Linked DNA regions of Gossypium arboreum: region 1 is linked to region 2. A link is a contact called in public Hi-C data. All regions are on one chromosome and are shown on one strand. The core of a region is the stretch at or near the end of the contact, and the rest is flanking DNA. Distances in the headings are between cores, read along the strand shown. Region 1 has its middle 16 kb from the start of LOC128283347. Region 2 holds the start of LOC108489586.

What was found. Hi-C and Micro-C count contacts between places; a contact is called where the count stands out from the background.
Region 1: a Hi-C map of leaf shows a contact between it and region 2, with 4 times the contacts expected there. The contact joins the enhancer-like site here to the promoter of LOC108489586 in region 2. A contact is called at or near these places in 3 of 5 Hi-C or Micro-C datasets (all in leaf).

What each region holds. Positions count from the first base shown.
Region 1 is chr10:111,554,022-111,558,994 of ASM2569848v2, forward strand. No RefSeq gene overlaps it. Among protein-coding and RNA genes, the nearest start is that of LOC128283347, 16 kb to the left of the region's middle. Within about 2 kb of position 2,685, at least 1 of the 2 cell types and tissues checked has an H3K27ac peak or open chromatin away from gene starts, as enhancers often do. A contact at or near this core is called in leaf, where this site is marked.
Region 2 is chr10:111,205,848-111,211,035 of ASM2569848v2, forward strand. LOC108489586 reads left to right here and starts at 2,560. Exons shown (of 16, transcript XM_017794235.2): 1 at 2,560-3,040; 2 at 3,661-3,855; 3 at 3,968-4,042; 4 at 4,260-4,427; 5 at 4,622-4,785; 6 at 4,983-5,188. The coding sequence starts at 2,837.

The DNA.
Region 1 (4,973 bases), core at 1,435-3,934, 350 kb after region 2:
ATTGTATATGTATCTTGGATACTTGAAAACAACAATCCATTGTGTCGTTGAGTTTAGACATGAAGGGTGGAACCAAGGTATTGTTGGCATTCCAGCTAAACAAAGATGTTTCATGTGGAGGGAATATTAACTTGGTAGAACAGAGTACTAAGGAGACCTCCTTGGAAATGCTAGAGGTGCGACAAACTGATATGAAGCCTGTTGAGTTATCAGCAGGGCTAGCACCTATGAGAGAGATTGGTTGTGCATCGGACATTTCTAGCAATGGCTTGATCGACATCAACTAAAATTTCGCCCCCATTGTGAACTACTTGCTCAGGAGGTTCTTCATTTGCAACAGTTGTCATACTTAACTCCATGTTGTGAGCGTGATAGCTAATTCTACTACGGACTTGGGCTTGATGCCTTGGAGAATGTAGCGTAAGGCCCAATTCATGCCTTGTATCCACATATTGATGGTAGATGAGTTTGACAATTTCTGTTTGTAGTTTAGACTTAGATTATTCCAGTGGTGAATGTAATCGATGATTGCCTCGTCTTTTCACTATTGTGATCTTGTGAGCTCGACCATGTTGATAATGCGACGAGTGCTATAAAATTGATTGAGAAATTATTACTCAAGTTCTTCCTAGTTGTCAATCATTTTCAAGCTCAAGATTTGTGTACCAATTAAAGGTATTTCCTTTCAATGATCAAAAGAATTGTTTCACCATGAAATCTCTATCAAACTATTTCATGAAACCAATTTTTTACATAAAATAGTTTGATATATTTTGATAGAATATGAAAACATGTGGTTTTATGAAAATAAGGAGTCATTATCGAATTTTTTTTGGTGTAATCGAGTCACCTATAAAATAATATTTTAAAAAGAAAAATTTTAATATTCTTTAAAAAGATAATTTTACTCTATGTCCAGAAAATCAGAGTAAAATTGTTATTTAGGAGTTGCTCACGCGTGAAGAAGGTTTTAGTACCCTCGCTACACCTAAAATTGACACATCAATAAATACGTGTTGCCTCGAGTCTCAAAAATTAAAAGTTAAAAATTTAATATTTAATTATGATTCCAAATGTATATATTTATTTTTATTATTGGATTTTAAATATATATATATATATAATATTGGAATAAATAACATAGATATTAAGTGCTTTCCTATATCTCTCTCGAGTCTACGACATATAGGAGTAATAATAATCGATGAAATCTCTCCCAATGAGGCGGAAAAAGTTATAAATTATGGTAGTTCGAGAAATATTATTTTTATTATTTTTATCTAAAAAATAAAACTTTTTAAAAATATATTCTTGCATATAGGTTTTCACCAAGTGCATTGAATTTACCCATGAAACAAGCCCCATATTGCATTGAAACAGAACGTGTCCAAACATTCATGCCAAAAACACATTATAACTGCTATGGTTTTCACCTTTGTTGGATTAATTATTTATTTGTTGATTAAATTATTTAAAAGTTACTATTTACATAAATTTTTGTTATATATTTAAAATTTAATTTTCAGTAATTTAGTTCTTTCACTTTTCAAAGTTAAAATTTTTAATCCATCTATTAATATTATTAATTTTTTTATTTTCAAATTTAATCTTAAATTTAAGTTAAATACTTAAGTTTTTTTAGTTTTTGACAATTAAATGAGTAGACGTTAATCACGAATTTTAAAATTATTTTATATTCAGAACAAACTTAAACTTTAAACCATTAATTAAGGTAGAAGAAATTATTATCTCATCTAATCCGGGTTATAATTGTTATATATTAATACAGAATACAAAACACATGCAATGAACGACACCCAAGCCTTAAATTTGTGGAGATCCAACAACACAATGACATGTTCAACAAAATAATAAACCATGTTAACAATAAAAGAGAAATTATATTGTAGCCCAATAACTTTGGGGGTAGATTAGTTCAATGTGCTCCTCCTCACTGTATTTGATCACCATTTCTCCTGTGCAAGCTCCATGCTCTCCTCAGGTATTTAGAGGGTTTGGATTTGATATGGCCTTGCAAGTGGGCAGTGATGATGGCTGACAGCATCGGGGTGTTTTAGCACAAGACAAAGGGTGAGGATATTGGTGACTGTGGTTTCCTTGGGGGGGAAGATGGTGGCTAAATTGAGGTCGTTTAGTGCTAGCTCACTGGGATTAGAGAGTTGACAGAGATTAGGATAAAGAAAAATGGTGAAAGAAGTAGTGGGCCGTTGGGCTCCTATAGAAAATATGAAGAAGACGATCTGCAACAGTTTCTTATCTCTCTTTTTCCGCTCCTTTTAATAGTGCAACTCCCTTTTTATTGATTTTTCATCTTTTTAAAAACTGCCATGAGGCATTCTTATCTTTTAATAACTTTGCCTTTTAGAAAAGAGCAGAGCTAACTACTAGACAATGTTTAGCTCCCTGCTAACATCTTGGAAGAAACAGCGTGCATCTGCAGCCAACAAAGGTTCAGCCGACACCGGAGCTGTGTGGAAAGCATTAAACTCATTCAGCTGGGAAGAACGGATCGGTGGCAGATGATCAGCAACTTGGTCCAAAGCACGGCCAACATGTCTTAGACATATACGTTCCAATTACGCTCACACAACGCATGCGCTAACCGCAACTCACCAAAGCTGCTGTCCACAGTAACACCACTCCTGAGAAGGGCATTATCACTCTCCACCGCCACACTATGGAAGCCCCTATCCCATGCAAACTGAAGTCCGACGTACAACGCACGTGCCTCTAGTTGGAAAACCGACGAAACATCAATTGACATTGTGAAGCCACCTAGCCATTCCCCACAACAATCTCGGACAGCACCACCAATACAAGCACTGTTACGTCGCTCAGACAACGACCATCGACGTTGACCTTGACCAATCCACATTCGGTGGTTGCCAACACATACGAGAATAAGAGCAGCTAGAGAGACGGTTGGGAAGATCCATAGTGATAATTGCTTGCCCACACGCAATACTCGCTACCACCACATGCTTGCTGCTACCATTGGAATTACGAAAGATGAAATCATTGTGGCTCGTCTACAACAACCAGCAAGTCACTGGAAACAACGTGCACCAATGGACCTAAGTCGAATGTAAGACGACAAAACTATCCAAATTCTACCACAACCAGCGTGCGAGTCCACTGCTGAAAAAACGACCCAGAAACTCACGGAATAGGGGAAAGCCAGAAATATTGATAAGAAGGCCGGGATATTTAAAAATAGATACGTTAAAACTAGGTCTGGCCTATTAAATGTGAGATGATTTTGATAATCAAAACATTTAGATGCTTAATTTGATTGAAATTGAAATTATTTAAGTATTAATTATTTTACCAAATTAATAATTAAAAACTATTTTGTATTAGCCTACCAATGTTATTAAATTTATTATAGAAAATTATACATTCTATAAAAGAAATCAAATTAAAAGAAACTTTAGAAAACTTTGAGGGACCAAACACAAAATTATCTTATTTTTAAACATTAATTATAAGATTAAAATAAAAAATTAAAAATTAAAAGAGTTAAACTGAAATTTTAAAAATTTAGGTGTAAAATCCTAAAGTCGCCCCTAAATTTAACAAAATTTGGTTCAATGAAGTGAAAACATATACTTATGTTGCTAGAGCCAGTTTTGAAATTATATAATAATACTTTGTGTTTACTTTTTGGATTAAGCTTTTGATTAAAATCTGAAACTAAGTAAGTGGGTACTAAGGCCCGAAGCCTGATTTAACTGAAAGAAATTATGGGCAAAACTTGTCCATATAAGGTGACAAAAATTATCCAAATTTATGGGCCTTCAAGCCTTACCCAGACTAAAAAATAAATGATGATGCTTTTAAGTTATATTAATTTTGCTACTTTGGTCCATGTTTTCTCTTTGAGAATATGCTTCTTTTGTTTTCATGTTAGGGTTCATAATTATTCCGTGTTTTAAAGGTTTAAGTATGCATTCTTTCTTTGAAAATGTAATATAACTTACTATTACATCTAACACACTTATTAGTTACTATAGTTCGTATTGATTAGACATAATAAAAATTATATTTGATGCATTATCGCTATAAAAATAAAAATACAAAATTAAATTTTAATAAAATTTGATGTTAGGTAAAGTTATGTATTGTGATTGTATTAAATATGAATTCTTAAATGTAATATATATATATATATATATATATATATATATATATATATATATAATCAACAAGTATTGGGTGTAATGACATTATATTTTTAAGAGAAAGTGAAGGTTTAAGCTTTATAAGTGATATTGTTGGAAGGAACAATCATAAATCATGAATATAGATCATAAGACGGACATGAATAATGAAAAAAGTAAAATATTCATAAACATAACAAACTTTAAATAAAATCTCAAATCCGAGGTTAAAATGAAAAGAAAAAATGTAGGTAGATGATGAAGTGAATGAATATTTGAAGGCAAATAATTGCGGTCCCTTCGGAAACAAAATATTAAAAGCTATGACTTGTCGGTCTGGATTGAAATTATATGTGTTTCAAAAGACATGTTCCGTTGTCCTTTTATGGCAGCCTCTGGTATTTTTTCACCCTGCATTTCTTGACATGATGTTGAACCATAAATTCTGTTGGCAGACTGCTGCATTGAATCGATCGATGTGAAAAATGAAAATCCAGAAGAGGGGAAATTATTTGCAACGTTTGTGACATAAAATTGATGTAAAAGAAGATTGAAAGCTTGAATAAGATGATAAAAGCCATTCTTAATCCTTGTGATCTCTTTTTATATTTACTGATACCTTTGTTTCACTTGCTGTCTTTATGGGTTGGATTATATATTATTTTCTACAACTTGAGGAAAGATTATGGAAACACCTCTTCCATGTATTATAATAAGTTTTCGGAATAATGTAATATTTGGTACCTTTTTCATGAAATATCAGTACTTATACTTTAAAAATATTTAATGTGA
Region 2 (5,188 bases), core at 1,310-3,809:
ATTGGACAAGATAAGTCATGTCACCTTTTTGGCCATGAATTCGAGGATGCATCACATGTTCTCAGAGATTTCTCGTACGCGAAGGATATATGGAAACTTGTTCTCCCACCAAATCTGAAGTAGCATTTTTTCTATGCTAATTTATCGGAGGTTTAGTCAAACCTTAACATGAGAGAATTGGAATGGGCATGTTTCTTCAAGTTATTACTTTGGCACATATGGAAAAATCAAAATTTAATCATTTTCCTAGGTAAACCAATGAGTCCAGATGAAATCATTAAGATTTTATATAGTTGGTCAAACCAATATTCCTTAGTTTATAAAGAATATTTGAAGTCGAATTCGCAATACCACTCTGAACAAACAAATTCAGGTATGCATTTTTTCCTTAACATTGATTGATTTGTTCAAACTGTTTCAGGTTTTTCTAGTGTAGGTGGAGTAATACGAGATGGAAAGGAGAAGTGGATTTTGGGCTATAATCGTTTTTTGGGGAAGTGCTCAATTTTTATTGTAGAACTTTGGAGCATTTTAGATGGTTTAATATTACTGATTCAAAAACAAGGTTATGATGAGGTCGTCATCCAATCTGATAATCTTGAGGTCATTAAAATCATTGGCGACAGTAAACTTGAAGGATCAAATTCTGCCTTGGTTAGGCGAATTCAATAGATTTTATCAACTGAAAAGAAGTGGTTTTAGGAATACATCCCTAGAGAATTTAGTAAGGCAGCGGATGCAATAGCAAAAATTGCTTCATTGAACGATGAAGACTTACATATGTTCGAAGATCTTCCCGTGGCAATCAAAGAAATACTATAAGAAGATAGTATTAGAGGTACTATATCTATGTATAAATCCATGTAATCATCTGTTCTTTACTTTACACCAAGAAGAAAGACATATAATAATAACATTTATCGACGTAAAATATTTTACTTAAATGAATTCAATTTTAATGTTGTAATATAAAATTAATGAATATTAAATTGTGAAGCTTAAAATATATTTTTAAAGAAAGACATATATTAATAACATTTATCAAATTAAATTTGTATTTTCAAATATAATAAGAATTAATTATATTCATTGATTAAAGTAGCACAAAAATAAATACAAAATCACAAAATTGAATATTAACAATTTAAAGATTAAAACAAATTAATTTAACAATATATATAAAATAAATAACCTGTAAGAAATTATTAATAATATTTTTAAATTATAATATATTAATATTATTAATAATAGTTTTAAACTATAATGTATTAATATTAATATTTATACCATGATGAATTTTTGTATTGTTTTAATAGTAAATAATTTTAAGACCAAATAACACTAATATAACTTATTCTAAATTAGTTAAATATTTTTATTTACATTAATTTTTAATTTAATAATATTTTTGAAGAAATTAACATAAATTAATGTTAAAAAGAATTAAAAAGTTAATATATATAATTGTGAATCACATAAGAATACAAATTAGTTCCAATAAATAATGCTGAAATAAATTTCAAGAAGTGAAATAATTGTATACCTAATATAAATATTACAAAAAATAAGTATAATGATAAATGAGGGCTAAGAATATTATTTTGATTCCAAAAGTGCTTTTTCAAAAAAAAAAAAAGCACCTATTCCTTTTAAGTTTATACTATTGCATATAACTTTAAGGTGTATTTGGTTGGATGAAAAAAATAGAGGAATAGAAGGAGAAAGTGGAAAAATAGAAAGAAAATAAATTTAGAGTGTACTTAGTTGGGAAGAAAAGTGAGAGAAAATAAAATAAGAGAGATGATCATTTTTCATTCTAATGCATAAAAACTGATCTTTCTAAATTAAAATGATTAGAAAAGAGAAAATGGGAGAGAAGTGTATGTTTGTTCAAATTTTACATTTTTCGATTGTTTTATTTGCTTTCCTTTCATTTTTTAACTCTACTAAGCAATTAAGAGAAAGAAAATTATTTTTTTCATCTTTTCTACCAAGCATATCCATTGAAAGAAAATTTATATTTTCCATCCTTCTAGTTTTCCTCTCCAATTTTCTAAATTTCTTTCTTTTGTACCAAACAAAGCTTAAGGGTGTGATTGGTTAGGAAAAAAAGTGGAGCAATGTCAGAAGGGAGTGGAAAAGTGGAAAGAAAATAAATTTTAAATGTGCAGGGTGAGAAAGAAAATGAGAGAAACGATAATTTTTCATTCTCATACATAAAAACAAATTCTTCCAAATTGGAACGGTGATTGGAGAGAAAGTAGGAGAAGTGTCTCTTAGTTTAAATTATATATATTTCAAATATTTTATTTTATTTCATTAAATCTTTCAATTTTACCAGGTAATGGAGGAAAAAAATCTTTTCCATCTTTTCTACTCGACACATATATAAAAAGAAAAATAATATTTTCTTTTATCTTTTTATTTTTTCATCCTTCAATTTTTCATCATTTTAATTTTCTTTTCACTGGAAAAACACGTTTTAAATAAAATGTCAAATTATTTAACTATTTTAAAATTAAGTACTAATTAAACATAAACAACAAAGGGAAAAATATACACCAAGTTTAACCGTTCGTAATTTGATGAAAGAAGATGGGGTGGGCTGCTTCAAGTTGAAAATTGATTGCCCAAAATCATAAGGCTCATTATAAAATGTTTTCATTCTACATCTCGTAATTTAACCACAAAAGCAGGCATCATTTTGGAAACTTCGTAAATTATTAATTCCCAGTTCAGTCTAGGCGCAAGTCATCGCCGGTAGTGGCTAAAACGCTCATACAAAATTAATTGAGTAACCATTTTCACGCATTTCTCCTCTGTTTTTATCACTGAAATGGAATCGAGATCGAGGTTATCGTCTATGTTATCATGTTCGATATTTCTCGTTACACTCAGTGGACTCGCAACTTTCTCCGATTCTACTCAACAAGCGTTCAAAAGAGACCCTGATCACCCTCACTGGCACCATAGCGCATTCCTCGAAGTTCGCGACAGCGTCCGATCCGATGTTCGCCGCACGCTCCACACGCGTGCTGAGGTAATCGATTCTCGCTCTGAAAATCTTGTTAAATCTGTGAAGAAATTATGACGACTTTTTCCTCGCCAATTTTCATCGAGTTTTCTTTTTCTTTTTTGAAAAAATTCATATTATTAATAATATCGGGTTTTCATCGAGGTTTTTTCATTTTAATTATTAATTTAGAGCGTCGAATTTACGAAAATTATAGGACTCGAATTGACTGAATTTGAGCTACACAGTTGATCTATCCTAAAATGTAATTCAAAATTCGAATTGCGTTCTGAAAATCTCTCGAACCTTGAAGAGTTAGTGGCTGCTAGCTTAGTTCTTCTCATCTCTGGTTATGATTAGAAAAGGTTCCCTTTCTAAAAATCTTGTTAAATCTCTAAAGAAACTTATATGGACATTTTTCTCGCCAATTTTCATTGATTTTTTGTTGTTTTAGTGATTACTTTAAAGGAACTTACCAATATTATAGGTTTCGACTTGAGTGAATGAGCTACGTAGTTGATCTCTCCCAAAATGTGATTCAAAATTTAAATTGCGTTCCTGGAATCCCTAGAAACATGAAGAGGTTGTGGCTGTTAGCTTAGTTTTACTCATCTATGGTTATGATTAGAACAAGTTCTGTTGTGCAGGTTCCATTTCAGGTTCCGCTCGAGGTGAATGTGGTGCTAATTGGTCTCAATGGAGATGGTGGCTATCGGTACAATGTCGATGCACAGAAATTGGAGGAGTTTCTGAGAGTTAGCTTTCCCTCTCATAGGCCTTCCTGTCTCGAGACCGAGGAGCCCCTTGATATCGAACATCATGTTGTTTATAACACATTTCCTGTAAGTTTTTTCATTCCTTATTGCATCTTAATAATTACTACTGGTTTAAGCTTCAACTAGATATCTAAACTGAGTTGTTACTGTTGTTCTTCACTTATTTGTTCTACTATAGGCAGGACAGCCAGAATTGATTGCGCTTGAGAAGGCACTGAAGGAGGCCATGGTTCCTGCTGGTTCCGCAAGAGAGGTCTACTATATTGCTTCATATTTACTATTACTCTTGATAGTGGAAAGAATATTAACCATATGAATTCTTTTGTATATCAATTTCTTTTTTCGCAAGAGAGGTCTACTATATTGCTTCATATTTACTATTACTCTTGATAGTGGAAAGAATATTAACCATATGAATTCTTTTATATATCAATTTCTTTTTTTCTTTTTTTTTTCATTTTACATATTAGCCTGATTTTGGGAGAGAGGTGCCCCTATTTGAGGTGGAAGCAACAGCTGTGGAGCCAGTATTCCAAAAGCTATATTCATATATATTTGACATGGAAAGTGGGGGATATTCTGCTAAAGAGATGGATAGACCTGTGCCAACTGCTATATTTATTGTTAACTTCGACAAGGTATAAGCTAAGTATAATTTCAAACATTAGTTCTGTGTTTTGTTAAGTATAATTTCAAACATGAGTTCTGTGTTTTGTCTGTATGAAACTTTGACCATTCCTAGTGTTTTTGTTTTTCCTTTCCCCTTACATGGCTGCATTGTTTTGAAATTTTCCTTCTTGATACACTGGTGAATGATTCGGCCTCTTTTTAGGTCAGAATGGATCCTAGGAATAAGGAGGTTGATCTTGATAGTTTGATGTATAGCAAACTTACCCCACTGACTAATGAAGAAATGAAACAACAAGAGGGAGACTACATATATCGATATCGATACAATGGAGGAGGAGCGTCTCAAGTTTGGCTTAGCTCTGGAAGGTCTGTTTTGAGTTGAATTACTTTGTCGAAAGTTTAACTTTTGAGTCCCTGATTTATGGACTTATGAGAAAGAACTGCTAGATTTAACAAGATATTTGATAATATAGAATTCCACTTCTCAATTAGCTGCTCTATAACCTCTCACTTTTTTTTTTTAATCTCTTTCTCTGGGGCTCATTTCTGCCTCTACTGTTCAGGTTTGTTGTGATCGACCTATCGGCTGGCCCTTGTACTTACGGGAAGATTGAAACTGAAGAAGGAAGTGTCAGTCCTAGAACATTGCCACGAATACGGAGTATCTTATTCCCAGGGGGTTTGGCTTCTGTCAGTAATCGTGCTACTCATGATAATTTCATGGGACATCTTGCTGCCTTGGTAGCAACCACAGTTGAGCATGTTATAG